Linked DNA regions of Sus scrofa: region 1 is linked to region 2. The links are chromatin contacts, called in public HiChIP or PLAC-seq maps. All regions are on one chromosome and are shown on one strand. Each heading gives the region's core, a stretch centred on a gene start, on an enhancer-like site or on the middle of the called end of the contact. The rest is flanking DNA. Distances are from core to core; before and after follow the strand shown.

Region 1 (6,970 bases), core at 619-3,118, 100 kb before region 2:
CTGTACCCATAGGGGGACCACAACGCTGGCCTTCTCCTGACCCCACAGTGCTGGGCTCAAGCTGGGTGGCACTCAGCACCCCTGAACAGGAAGCTGCCATGCTTGTCCTGTCCACAGAGCATGTCCAGACTTCCCAGCCCAGCACCAGCAACTTGAACAATTCAAGGGCCTGGGAGTCCCCACCAGGACCGGTCACCAGCTCTGACAGGGGAACCATCGTCAGAGAACTCTAGCCCTGGATAGGTCTCTGAGCATCTGGCCCTTTAAAAAAAAGGGGGGGGGGAGCAGGGGGAGTTCCTGTCGTGGCTCAGCGGAAATGAATCTGACTAGTAACCATGAAGATGCGGGTTCGATCCCTGGCCTCAAACAGTGGGTGAAGGATCCAGCGTTGCCGTGAGCTGTGGTGTAGGTCGCAGACACGGCTCGGATCTTGTATTGCTGTGGCTGTGTGCAGGACGGTGAATACAGCTCCAATTCGACCCCTAGCCTGAGAACATCTATATGCCGCAGGTACAGCCCTAAAAAAAATTTTTTTAATTAAAAAAAAAAAGACAAGGCCAGAAGTTTGGGTTTCATAGCTTCTCCCTGTGCGACCTGACAGAGACACTGCACATCCCACCTCTCACTACCTTCTTTTAGTCCCCTGGGCACTCAGGACCTTATTGCATTTATTGCTCCCTGTCTCCTAACCCCCAATCCAACGTAAGCTCCAGGAGGGCAGGAATCTCCACCTGGGGTCATTGATTAAGGCTTGGCCTTGAGAAGGTTCTCAACAAGGTTCGTTAAACTAAGTAATTTGGGGGGTTCATTACGTGCTCAATAAACATGAGACGGGGGCTGCCGCCAGGGTCCAGGCTGTTTGGGAAGAAGATGAGCCTCCCGTCCCTGGAGGCATTCAAGCAGAGCATGGAAAAACACATACTGGGGAGTGTTGATACCAGGAGGGGCTTAGACGATGGGGGCTTCCAGGCTCTCTCCAATTCCAAGAGCTTCTGGACCTGCCTCTGCCCAGAGCCTGGGGGCAGCCAGCTCCCGACACCGCTGGACAGCCAAGGACAGACACGGTCTGTGGGGCCGGCGCACATGTGCACAGAGTTCAGACGGCTGCCTTCATGTCTGGACCCCTAGGGGTTTATCAGCACCACAGAGTGCCGCCCCTTACAAGGCTTAATGAGAGATGGAATCATTCTGGGGGGGCTGGAGGGGGGAGCAGGGGTCGGAAAGAAAGAAAAAACTTTTCTGCCAACATTGTGCGTTGAGTGCCAGGCGGAATGGACTTAAATCCTCTCTCAAAGGCCCCCCTGGGCAGGGCACTTCCTGCAGACAATTGGAACGCAGCCTGTAGGGCTCGACTTCCTTTGTGTTAACTAATTTCTGACTCGGGGTTTTCAGCTATTTATTTCTAGAACAATGCAGTCACAGCAACGGTTGTCCAGCACGGCAACCTTCCTGGCCGTTGACAGGGTGCCCTCCCCTGCTTTTCTCCGAGGTAGAGGGAGGGGGAGGTGTGAAAAGCCATCGAAGAGTTGGGGGGACGTGGTCCAGCCTGTCCTCCCTGAGTCCGAGTTCATTTCCGGCTCTCTAGAGACAGAGGGCAAGAGAGGACCCCGGAGGGGTCTTACAGACCCAAGCTTTCCGACCAGGCAGCAACCCAGGCAAGGAAAGAGGATCCGACCCCCAGAAGGACCCCCTTCCTCCGTTCAGTAATTAACCCAAGTTCCCGGAGCCCTTCCGCAAGCGGGCAAGCGCGTCCGCCCGCTTTCCCCTTTCTGTAATCTTTTTCTAATTTGCCTTGCGCTTCCTGCTTCCTCCGAAAGCCACCTTAATTGGAAACTCTTTCCTTCACAAGGAAAGTTCCTCTCTGCTCTCTGAGGACACCTATCGAGGGTGGAACCAGGCTCTTCCGTAGTAATTCTTCGCAGACCCGGCTAATAATGACCCTCTTTCGCTAATGAAAAAAACACACACATGCACACATTGTGGCTGCTGTAATTAAGCTTGTGACGCGTTGAGTTGGAGGGAAATTAGATTTATTTACATGCTGTTCTGTTGCTGATGAAGCACTAGCTATCAGGAAGGCTTCTAATTAACCCTCGTTTAGAGGCTGTGCTCTCTGCGCCTCCTTCCCGCTACGTACCCTTTGTAAATTGCACTTGGTTAAAAATAATAATCATCATCATTAGCCATTCTTAGAGTTCATTCTCTCTGGTAACTCTCTTTAATCCTCGAGCTGTGTTGCCCAGATGCTGACAGTAATAAAATGCCTGAAAGATTTCAGTTCTGAGCTGTAATCACGTCAATTTGCCAGCCAATGAGGGTTACAGGAGGGCCTGCCCCCGGCACTCAGCAGATCAGAAGTGGAGCCAGGGACAGGCCTGCCCTGAAGAAGGTTGGGATGATCGGAAAGGAACTGGGGGAGTGGCCGGTTGAGACAGAAAGAACGGCAGAGGGCCTGGCTGGAAGCAGGCTGCGCTCAGGTTTGAGACGGAAGAAGCAGAGGACTTGAAGGTTTGAGAGAGGCAGCAGAAGCAGGTGCAGCATTTAGGCAAGATCCGGGCAGAGCCCACAGAGGCGACTGGAAGCCTCGATGTCCAGCCTTCAGAACGGACTTGCTGCCCTGTGACTGGCTGCTTCCTCCGCCTGGGTGTGTGTGCAGCTACGTCTGGAAATGAAAGAGGCCCAGGATGCTAGGGCTAGAAGCACACAGGTCCAGGGCTAGGCATTCACATCCTGGAAGGCCTGGGTCCTTGGAAGCCGGTTTCCAGGAAGCAGTGTGCATCTAACAAGGGTGTCCACCACCATTAACCACAGCTCCTTGGATCCGAGAGGCCACTAAATGCATTTTTGTTGTTGTTGTCTTTTTGTCTTTTCTAGGGCCGCACCTGCGGCATATGGAGGTCCCCAGGCTAGGGGTCGAATCGGAGCTGTAGTTGCCGGCCTACGCCAGAGAAACAGCAACACGGGATCCAAGCTGCGTCTGCAACCTACACCACAGCTCACGGCAACACTAGATCCTTAACCCACTGAACAAGGCCAAGGATGGAATCCGCAACCTCATGGTTCCTAGTCAGATTCGTTAACCACTGAGCCACAACGGGAACTCCAGGAATGGCTTTTTTAGGGGGAGAGAGTCATTTCATTAGACATACTCATGGATATTCAAATGCGCCACCAATGTCAGAAATGTGAGATTATGATAACTTAAACTCAAGGCAAGGTGATTATCAAGTCTTCAGAGGGCAGCCTTGCCAGAAGCCAGACCCTGCCTGAAATAGGCTCCATGTTCTACTGATGCCAAGGCAGGAGCGTCTAGGCAGTCACAGCTGGCCCCGGGCACCACCACCTCTCAGGGTCCTCCTCCCTTGCAGCTAGATGGCTCAAGTGTCCCTACCCTTCCCTTCAGGGCCCCAGGGAAGCTTCACATGGGAAGATGGAAACAGCTCATCTAGCCCAGCTCCTTCCCGGTCAAGGCCACCGCCTCCAGCATCCCTCCTGCAGGCTGTCCGGGGGCCACCAGCAGGAGGGAGGTGGTTGTGACAGTCGCCAGGCAGTGGACTCTTTGATGGAGAGAAGGGGGCACAGGTGAGCTGGCAACGAGGGGACAACATACATCCTGAGCTGGGATTCTCGTGAGCACCTCCGACAACAAGTCCACTGTGAGACGGGGGTGGGGGAGGGCATGAACCAGAAAGGCTGCAGAACCCGAGTCCATGCAGCGGCTTGGAGTTTGTTTATAAAGCACGTGGGATTTTTACAAGCCTACGTCCTGCTGAAAGATGGCACAGCTCTAGAGTGGGGAGGGGAGTCCTCCTTCCATGTCACCAGCACACAATGTCTGTGAGCTGAGTGCTGTCTTCCTTCCAAATGACTTGCCACGCGGTACCGTGACGGTTGTTTCTTTGCCCGCAGACTGTGCAACATCAGGCAAGGCCCGCGTGGTCCCTGGAGGAAAGACACCAGATCCAGCACCTCTGCACCCTCCCAGCCAAGACACAACAGACCCTGCATCAATCACTGTGCGTCAATAAATGAGGCCAAGGATTTCCAGTCTCAAAAATCACATTTTCCTGGACTTTCAGTCAAGTCCTGCAGATGCCCCGGATTTGAGAAGCTGACCCCACACCCAGCTCACTGACTTGCAGAATTAACATCTGCCACTTGGTCCTGTTTACCCAAACTTAGCTCATGAACTTGTAGCAAAGGGAACCCTTTGTGACGTGTTCACACAATCACTGCCACCTTCCCTGACGCAGGGAAGGGGCTTCGGAAGCATCTGTGAAGTGAATGGGGGAACCAGCCCCCCATTCCCATTAAGAAGATGGTTTTGTGGAGTCCCCACTGTGGCTCAGCGGGTTAAGAACCTGACATAGTGTGCATGAGGATGCAGGTTCAATCCCTGGCCTCACTCAGTGGATTAAGGATCTGGCGTTGCCACAAGCTGCAGCAAAGGTTGCAGATATGACTCGGATCCCTCGTATCTATGACTGTGGCGTAGGCCGGCAGCTGCAGCTCTGATTTGATCCCTAGGCTGGTGAGAACTTCCATCCACTGCAGATGGGGCCATTAGAAGGAGAAGGAGAAGGAGAGGGAGAAGAAGATGAAGAAGAAAGAGGAGGAGGAGGAGATGGCTTTATCATCCATCAGCTAAAGTAAGTTTCCAGACCATGAGAAGCCCCTGCAAGCTGAAGACTGCAGCATCTGCTCTTTAATTGCCCAGCATTTTCAAATCACCATGGCCCAACCCCATAGAACTCACACTCGTAATTTCTAGAATTCAACCCAGGACCGCAAGTTATTGGAACTCCTGGGAACTCAAACCAAGCCAGACACATGACCACCTGCCTTCAAACCCCCCTCCTGGCCTCGGCAGGAAAAGCCCCCTTGCCATCACTTCTGAGGAGGAATGGCCTCGAAGGCCACGTGCCTCGGACACCCAAATGGCAAACAGGTTTACCTGCCGCGCAGCAGGTGGGAGGAGACCAACTTTCCCAAATGCTCAGAAAGGGAAATATGGTCCAAACGGCAAGTCAGAGAAAGAACGACGTACGACTCCTCGCTGAGAACCCACCGTTCATCAGCTCCTCCCCTCCGCGCTGCTGGTCTGTTTCAGCCGTCGTCACCCTGGTTCAGAATCGTGTCACCTCTTCCCCTGATGACCGCAAAAAACCTCAGGGGCTTATCCAGCCACTCATCAGACCCTGAGGTGACACCTGCTAGGTGGCAGGCACTAGGATATTCTTCTTGCTCCACGTTCACCTGCCAACAGTGGAAAATGGTCTATCCAGGAGCCCGAACACCAGAAGGATCCACTTCAGGGATTTGTTCTAAAGGATGTTTAAAACAGTCATCCTTTCAAAAATGACTATGCCCTCATACTCCTTAAAGCATGACACTCCAAGTCTAAATTATAGTCGCAAAGGGTGCATATACTCAGGTGACAGAACAGTAAAGAAATGCAGCGAGGAGTTCCCGTTGTGGCACAGTGGTTAAGAAATCTGACTAGGAACCATAAGGTTGCAGGTTCGATCCCTGGCCTTGCTCAGTGGGTTAAGGATCCGGCGTTGCTGTGAGCTGTGGTGTAGGTCGCAGACGCAGCTCGAATCCCGCGTTGCTGTTTCTCTGGCGTAGGCCAGAGACTACAGCTCCAATTGGACCCCTAGCCTGGAAATCTCCATATGCCACAGCAGCGGCCCAAGAAATGGCAAAAAGACAAAAAAAAAAAAAAAAAAAAAAGAAAGAAATGCAGCGAGGAGTTCCCTGGTGGCCTAGCAGTTAAGGACTTGGCATTGTCACTGGAGGGGCTCTGGTTCAATCCCCAGCCTGGGAACTTCCACAGGTCACAGGCGCAGCCAAAAAATTGTTTTTAAAAATATAAAGAAATGCAAGGAAGCGACTGCCATGAAAGTCAGGTGAGTGGTTATTTCTGGAAGGAGGAGGGGGTCGTGGCTGGGAGGAAAAATAGGGCTCCTGGGGCGACCGGCCACTTCTCTCTCTAATCCTGGGAGATGGTTTCAATGACATCCCACCTTATAAAAATTCACTGAGTTCTACATTCGTTTTGTGGGGGGCCTGTATCTCTTTCTTTTTTTTTTTTTTCTTCTTTTTTTCTTTTTTTCTTTTTTGGCTATTCCCAGGGCATGTGAAAGTTCCCAGGCCAAGGACCAAATCTGAGCCAGAGCAGTGACAACACCAAGTCTTGAACCACTAAGCCACCCCAGAACTCCTATATCTGTTTCACGTAACAATAAAACAGTTGAAAAAATAATAAAAGGGGTGTTTCCGCTGCGGCACAGCAGGTGAAGGATCTGGCGTTGTCTCTGCAGCAGCCTGGCTTGCTGCAGAGGCACAGGTTTGATCTCTGGCCTCGGAACTTCCATATGCCAGGGGTGCAGCCCAAATAAATAAATAAATAAATAATATTCTTATTAAAAGGAAAGCTTGCTCCACCGTGGAGGCGATGCAACCCAAGAGCCAGCATGCGGCTGGGTGGTAACAGGAAGGCAGCCAGGGGATGGCTTACAGGTAGGATCGGGACAGACTGGCCACCAGCAGGGGACTCTGGAAGTGTTACTGGTTTGAAATGAGTTGGGGGCCAAGTCTCCCCCTTTCGGTCCACTCCACGTCACCCCCTTTAGGCATCAGGCTCCCTGCAGGAAGTTGCCCTGTCTGCCTAGGCAGGGCCGGGAACCCGCAAGCACCCTGCCCCCAGCCCTGTTCTCGTCGCTGTGCTGAGTCGTTAAGAGAGATTTCTGGCTGGAACATCCCCCACCCCAAGCCCCCCTACCAGGGTTTTAAGCTCCACAGGGCCAGGGTCACTGCTGACTTGCTTACATAAGCCCAGAGCCTGGTGTTTGCTGAATGAATGAATGAATGCATGAGCCACCCTTCCATAAAAGCCGTCCTCTCTATTACATTCCCAGGATCAGAACCCACTCCTGCCTTACTTAACATGGAATCATCAGGGCCTGAG
Region 2 (6,389 bases), core at 2,353-4,852:
CCTTCTCCCCCTTCTCCTCCTCCTGCCTCTCGGAAACTTTTTTTTTTGCAGCCGGGTCGGCAGCTGTGGGGAGCGGATTGCAGGTCCGGGGCGGCCTCCCTGGGGGGGCGGCCCGGGACGGCCGAGGCCGCTCCGGGGCGGGGGGAGGCCCGGGGGGCGCGCCGGGGCCCTGCCTGTTGCAATGCGGCAGCCGGGGCTCTCGGTCCCAGCGGCGGTCCCAGCGGCGCGGGGAGTCCGGAGGCCACTCGGTCGAGCCGAGTTATGCAAAAAAAAAAAAAAAAAAAAAAAAAAAAGCCGCCCCCCTCCTCCTCCCCACCCCCCGCCGGCCCCCGGCCCCTGCGGCCCCCTCCCTCCCTCCCCCACCCCACCGCCACCCTCACCCTCCTCCTCCTTCTCCTCCTCCGCCCCTTGCCGGATTTTTGTGCAAAGTTTGCAGGCGTCCGGCCACGCAGCCCGGTGCGGAGCTCACAATGAACCCATCTGAGGAGGGGGGACGGGGCTGGAGTCGAGGGGGTCTCGGTGGGGGGAGGAGACCGGTAGGCGGTCGGGAGCGCGGAAGCTTAGTACCCCCCGGAAAAAAAAAAAAAAAGCCTTCAAATTGTCCCCTGCCGCACACAAAAATAATAATAAATATTAATGATTTGAAAATGCCCAAACGCCTGATTTGGAGATTATGATGGATGGGGAGGGGGAATCCCTCAACTCAGCCTACTTGGGGGGCTCGAAACGGCCGCAGCCGCTCAGAAGCCGCAGCTTGGGGCCCCTGGCTCACGCCCCCTTCTCTGGCTCTCGGCTCGGTCCGGTGCCGGCCCCCCGGAGGAGGAAGGGGCGCGCGGGGGCGCTCAGGCAGCGGCGGGCAGGCGCGCCCCTGCCCCAGGCATCGCTCAGCCCGTGCGCCGGGCCGCCGCTGCCTGCCCTCGGGCTGCGGTGCTCAGCGCGCTGCGCGCTGCCGATCCCCAGGCCGGTGCCAATTCGCCGGCCCCGCTAGCTGCCTCCATGGGCCAGGGGCTTGGAGAGGGGGGAGGCGGCGGCGGCGGCGGAGGAGGAGGACGAGCAGGCGGCGGCCGGGCTCCCGTCCTCCTGGGCAGCGGCGGCGGCGGCTGCGCCCCGGCTCCTCCGCGCTCCAGCCGGCGCCGGCCCGCCCGCCAGCCTCCCTTGCGCTCCTGTCTTCTTTGTGGTCGCTGGCTCTCCTCCTCCCGATCCGGCTGCTGGGGCTGCACTGCAGAGACACATAATAAAGCCAGGCTTGGCTGGAAATGTAGCCGGGTCCCAGCAGGAGGATGTGAGGAGCGGAGTCCCGGCGGGGGAGCGCTCTGATCCCGTGGGGCGCCCCGCACTGCTCCGGCTCGGATCAGACGGAGAGAGGGCCAACAGCACCGAGCGATGGACAGCGCTGGAAATACAGCTCCGGCCGCCCGCAAAACCCGGACCGCGGCGGCGGCGGCGGCGGCGGCAGGCACGGCGCGGGCGCGGGCACCGCACCGGCACGCGGGGCCCCAATTCCAGCGCTGGAGGCACCCGGGGGGGAGGAGGGAGCAGACACAGGGCCCACGCATGCTGTCAAAGTCGCCAAGATACATTTGCATCATAAACTGAAAAAAGTGAGAGAACTGGGGGGAAAGGGGGCAAACCGGGATGAAATTGCCCAGACATTGCCACCTCCGCAAATTATGCCCCACGCACATGAATTATCCCTGAACTTGGCTTTTCCCTCTCGGATTTTGCCCATTGGTTGGTGTCTGAAGACCAATTCTGCCCCACATCTACAAACTCTTCCACCACTGAGCTAAATGTGATCGCCCCCAACAGCTGAATCTAGAGCGTTCGCGCATGTGGTTGCACGCTTCTTAGCTAAGACTACCGTAGCCCCCAAATATTGCGGAAGCACCACGTCCCCTTACCACTGAAAGGAAGAAACCAGCTACCACTTGACAAATTTTGCCCCAGCCACCAGGGGGCGCCTCTGGAAAGATTTGAGGCTTGGGTTTCCGAGCCCGCTGGGGAAGGGGCTCAGACTTCGGAGAATTCTTCCCCAAGCGGCTCCCCAAACCGTTCCTTTGAAGCCTACCCATCCCCCACCAGCTGTAAGAGGCCAAGTCCAGGTTGGGTGGAAGGACCCGACATCGTCAGCCCCCGCCACCCGCCCTTCCCCGGGCGAGTGGCGCCACCTTGGGCCGGCTAGCCCCAGAGCGGGGAGAGCGGAGCGGGTGCTCTGTGCGGCGCTGGGGGTTATCAATCTCGCGGATCGATAAGTTGCCACTTGGAGAGAGGAGGGCTGCGTCCCCTCGGAGACGAGTTACCCGGGGCAACCTTTCACGGAAAAACCCGCTGCCCGCCGAGAGCCGCGCCGGGGCCGGCCGGGCAGCGGCGCCCGCCCCAAGCAGGGCGCCTGCGCCCCGCGGTTCCCCAGCCGGCCTGCCAGTCGCGCCCGCGCCCCACTCTGCTGGCTTCGCGGTCCCACTCGGCTTGCTCGCCTCTCTGGGCCTCCGGGTTCCGACCCAGTGCTGGACCGATAACAGAGATAGATGCCACCCTCGCAGATGGGGTGCAGGGATCGGCCTTAAGGCAGGTTCAGGGAAGAAGACCAAGCTTGCGCGCTCAAGGCCGTCTCCGAGGTAGAGTCGGGCGACCAGAGAAACGCGACGCCGCCGAGGCATACACTCTGACACCGGGAGGCAGAGAGCGAGTATCCCTAGAGAGACCGGGACGGAGACGTCCCCTAACTGGTACTCAGGCTCAGAGGTCCACCTTTTCCCCTCGTTAGGGCTGCCGCCCCCAGGATCACCGCCCTCCCCAGCTCTTGCGTCGAGAGTGTCCGACATCTCGGCCTTCCCGGAGGGAAATAGGAGCCGCCTCCCGCAGCTCAGGGATGGCCGGGGTTATGATGAGAGGGGGTGCCAAGGGCCTAAGCGAGGGCAGAGGCCACAAGACGCCTGGGAAGGAGCCAGGAAGGAGGGGCCGAATCGGCAGCTCCCCACCCCCGCCGGCGCCTGGGATCGCGGCCCGCGGAGAGAGGCTGACAGGCGGCAGATGGCACACGCTGGGGGAGGGGGGCGATTGGCCTCGGCTCCGGGGTGCCCCCGCCGCGGGCTGCCTCTCCTAGGGGGAGGGGGTGGAGAACAGCCCGCGGCTTGCCCTCCCAGGCTCTCTGGGGGGCTGGAGACTGCGGATCGTGCCCAGCCGGGAGCCTGGAGAAAGAAGGGATGGACAAAAGGAGCGCGGCGGGGAAGGGGTTGCTGGAGGAAAGGAGGGGTCACCGAGCGGGGAGGGCTGGTTGGAGACCCGCGGCGCTGCCCTTTTTCCACCCTCAGGAACTGCGGAAGGCCCAGAGGCCAGAGGTGGGGGTAACAGGCTGAGGGGCAGGCGACAGGCCATCCACAAGGGAACGAATCCACAAGGCTAGGTGTCCTAAACAAGCGCACAGTTTTTTAGACCCACTCCTGCGCGTCGCCGTTGCACACTTTCGCGTCCCGACGCTCACCCCTCCCCCAAAAGACCTGGCTGCAGCCTCCCAGCTCGATGGTTTTCGGGGTGCGGAAGGAGTTCCACTTCGTCCCTGCGTCCCTGCTTCGGCCCGGCCTGCTCGCTTAGAAGCTTGTTTCGTTTTTAACTCCTTTCAGAAATATGCTGTTTTAAGGAAAATTCCAGAGCAGCAAAAATCCGGGATCTCCTTACTGAAAGGGTCTCAAGAGGCACCGGGTGAGGGCAGGGCTAGCTGCCTGCTGCAAGGGCTTTGCTTCTCACCAGCCTGGCCACTTGAGGCCAGAAAAAAAGTCATTTTCAGATACCGTTTGGTACCCCACCTGCTCCCTTCCTGCGGGGTACCCAGGAGTCTGGGCCCCTCCCGCCATGAGAAAAGTCCCCTTGTCGCCTCTTCTTCCTAGTGAAGGGCTGCTCCGGCCCTACCCAGAGGCTGGCTAGGGAACCCCTTTGTAAACTGTAAGGAACCCCCATTGGGAAATGCAAGAGAAATTACAAGGTAATGTTTGTGAAAACAAATAAGACCTTGTCCACATAAACGGGGCATCTTCCTTCTGAGTCACAACTTCACTGGAGGACAGGCGCCTCTCACTCAAGGTACTGCCTTTCCACACCCAAGGATGTAAGGATGTAAATCCCCAGACACACACCCAATTAGGTGTCCCTCTGAGTTTCAAAAAGAAGCAGGTGTCATCCAGAGCAGCCTGGTAAATGCCGGAGGAGCAGTGGGTGACAAAAAACAAGGTAGACAAATAAAGTAAAATAAGATAGGGCTCCTGTTGTGACTTCGGAACTAGTATCCTGGAGTTCCCACTGTGACTCAGTGGGTTAAGAACCTGACTAGTATCCATGAGGATGCAGGTTCAGTCCCTGGTCTGCCCCACTGGGTTAAGGATCCTGCGTTGCCTCAAGTTGTGGCATTGGTCAGATCGGTGTTGCCATGGCCAGCAGCTATGGCTGGGATTCTACCCCCTAGCCTGGGAACCTCCATATGCTTCAGGTGCGGCCCTAAAAAAGACCAAAAAAAAAAAAAATTACATAAACTAGTATCCCTGAAAAGTCTCCAAAGTTGTTCAAGAGGTGCTTTGCAATAAGTGACCAAATGACTCCTTTCTTGCCCTACACACACATATACACACACACACACACCTGTGTGTTTTAAATGACACTTGAGGAGTTCCCGTCGTGGTGCAGCGGTAAACGAATCCGACTAGGAACCATGAGGTTGCGGGTTCAATCCCTGGCCTCGCTCAGTGGATTAAGGATCCGGCATTGCCATGAGCTGTGGTGTAGGTTGCAGACGTGGCTCGGATCCCATGTTGCTGTGGCTCTGGTCTAGGCTGGCAGCTACAGCTCCAATTTGACCCCTAGCCTGGGAACCTCCATATGCCCTGGGAGTGGCCCTAGAAAAGGCAAAAAAAAAGACTAAATAAATAAATAGATGACACTTGAATATATACAATCTGGAATTTGTGATCTTTGTTTAGACATTTTCATAACTTGAGAATCACACTCTCCACTGGGAAAACTTGCATCAGCCTATAAGAAAGAAATCATTTTGGGGAGGGAAGATGAACCCTCAGTTTTCCCCCAGGAAATAAGTTCATTCCTTTGTTAGTTGTTTAGTCAACATTCATGTATTCACTGAGTGCCTACTGCGTGCCCAAACTGAGGGTAAGACAACAAACAAGCAGGACCACAGTGCCTCCTTGCTGGGGCTTGTTCTCTAGTGTGGAGGCTGACTTTTAATAAATGGCCACATAAATAATTATTTAATTACCGTGGCGAACAATCCTGAGAAGGAAAAATATAGTGTAAATGAGGCCAAAAAGCAGAGGGTCACAGCAGTGGTTTGGCTGAGAGCCTGGAGGAGGCCGAAGGAGTCAGAGAAGAGGACCCAGAACAGAGTTCCTGGCAGAGCGAGCAGTGTGTGTAAAGGCCCTGAGGTAGAAAAGAGCTGCGTGAGGGAGTTCCCGTGGTGGCTCAACGGTTAACGAATCCGATTAGGAACCATGAGGTTGCGGGTTCGATCCCTGGCCTTGCTCAGTGGGTTAAGGATCCGGCGTTGTTGTGAGCTGTGGTGTAGGTCGCAGACGCGGTTCAGATCCTGCATTGCTGTGGCTCTGGCCAGGGCCAGTGGCTACAGCTCCGATTAGACCCCTAGCCTGGGAACCTCCATATGCCGCAGGAGCGGCCCAAGAAATGGCAAAAAGACAAAAAAAAAAAAAGAAGAAGAAGAAGAAAGAAAGAAAGGAGCTGCGTGATTCCGAGGAGAAGTTGTCACAGCCCCAAGCAAAGGGCCCCAAGGGGACAGGTGAAGCCAGGCTGAGGAGCCAATGTGACCCATCTTCCAGTCCAGTCTCCTTCCTGATCTTGCTGGAGAACCTTGAGAAGAGACTCTCTGCCTCCATTTTTCTCATCTGCAAAATGGGAACACGGAGAGCATGGATCTCATGGAGTTTTCCTGAGGACCTCGTGTTAGTGAGAGCTGCCAGTCTGGCCCACAGCAAGGCCATTATCAGGCTGGCACCTCCTTCCCTTCCTGTCTCTCCCCTTCACTATGCCTCAAGGTCAAAAGCATTCCTAGCAATTCCCTTGTGGCGAAGTGGGGAAAAGATTTGGCGTTGTCCCAGCAGCAGCTTGGGTACCGCTGTGTTACAGGTTCAGTCCCTGGCCCAGAACTTCTACACGCAATGGGCATGACGACAAATTAAAAAAAAAAAAAGAGTTCCCGTCATGGCGCAGCACAAATGAATCTGACTAGGAACCATGAGGTTGTGGGTTCCATCCCTAGCCTCGATTAGTGGGTTAAGGATCCGGCGTTGCCGTGAGCTGTGGTGTAAGTCGCAGACAAGGCTCAGATCCCGCATTGCTGTGGCTGTGGAGTAGGCCAGCAGCTGTAGCTCTGA

What was found. HiChIP or PLAC-seq counts read pairs in DNA pulled down with a chosen protein or histone mark.
Region 1: an H3K27ac HiChIP or PLAC-seq map of skeletal muscle shows a contact between it and region 2, with 4 times the contacts expected there. The contact joins the enhancer-like site here to the promoter of ZNF423 in region 2. A contact is called at or near these places in 6 of 47 Hi-C or Micro-C datasets (brain, heart right ventricle, mesenteric adipose tissue and 3 more) and 1 of 2 datasets of contacts at active chromatin or transcription factors (skeletal muscle).

What each region holds. Positions count from the first base shown.
Region 1 is chr6:35,024,764-35,031,733 of Sscrofa11.1, reverse strand. All of the region lies in intron 2 of ZNF423 (zinc finger protein 423), which reads right to left. Among named protein-coding and RNA genes, the nearest start is that of ZNF423, 99 kb to the right of the region's middle. Within about 2 kb of position 1,868, at least 25 of the 83 cell types and tissues checked have an H3K27ac peak or open chromatin away from gene starts, as enhancers often do. A contact at or near this core is called in mesenteric adipose tissue, retroperitoneal adipose tissue, skeletal muscle and 1 more, where this site is marked.
Region 2 is chr6:34,926,499-34,932,887 of Sscrofa11.1, reverse strand. It overlaps ZNF423 (zinc finger protein 423), which reads right to left and starts at 3,602. Exons shown (of 8, transcript XM_021094227.1): 1 at 3,498-3,602.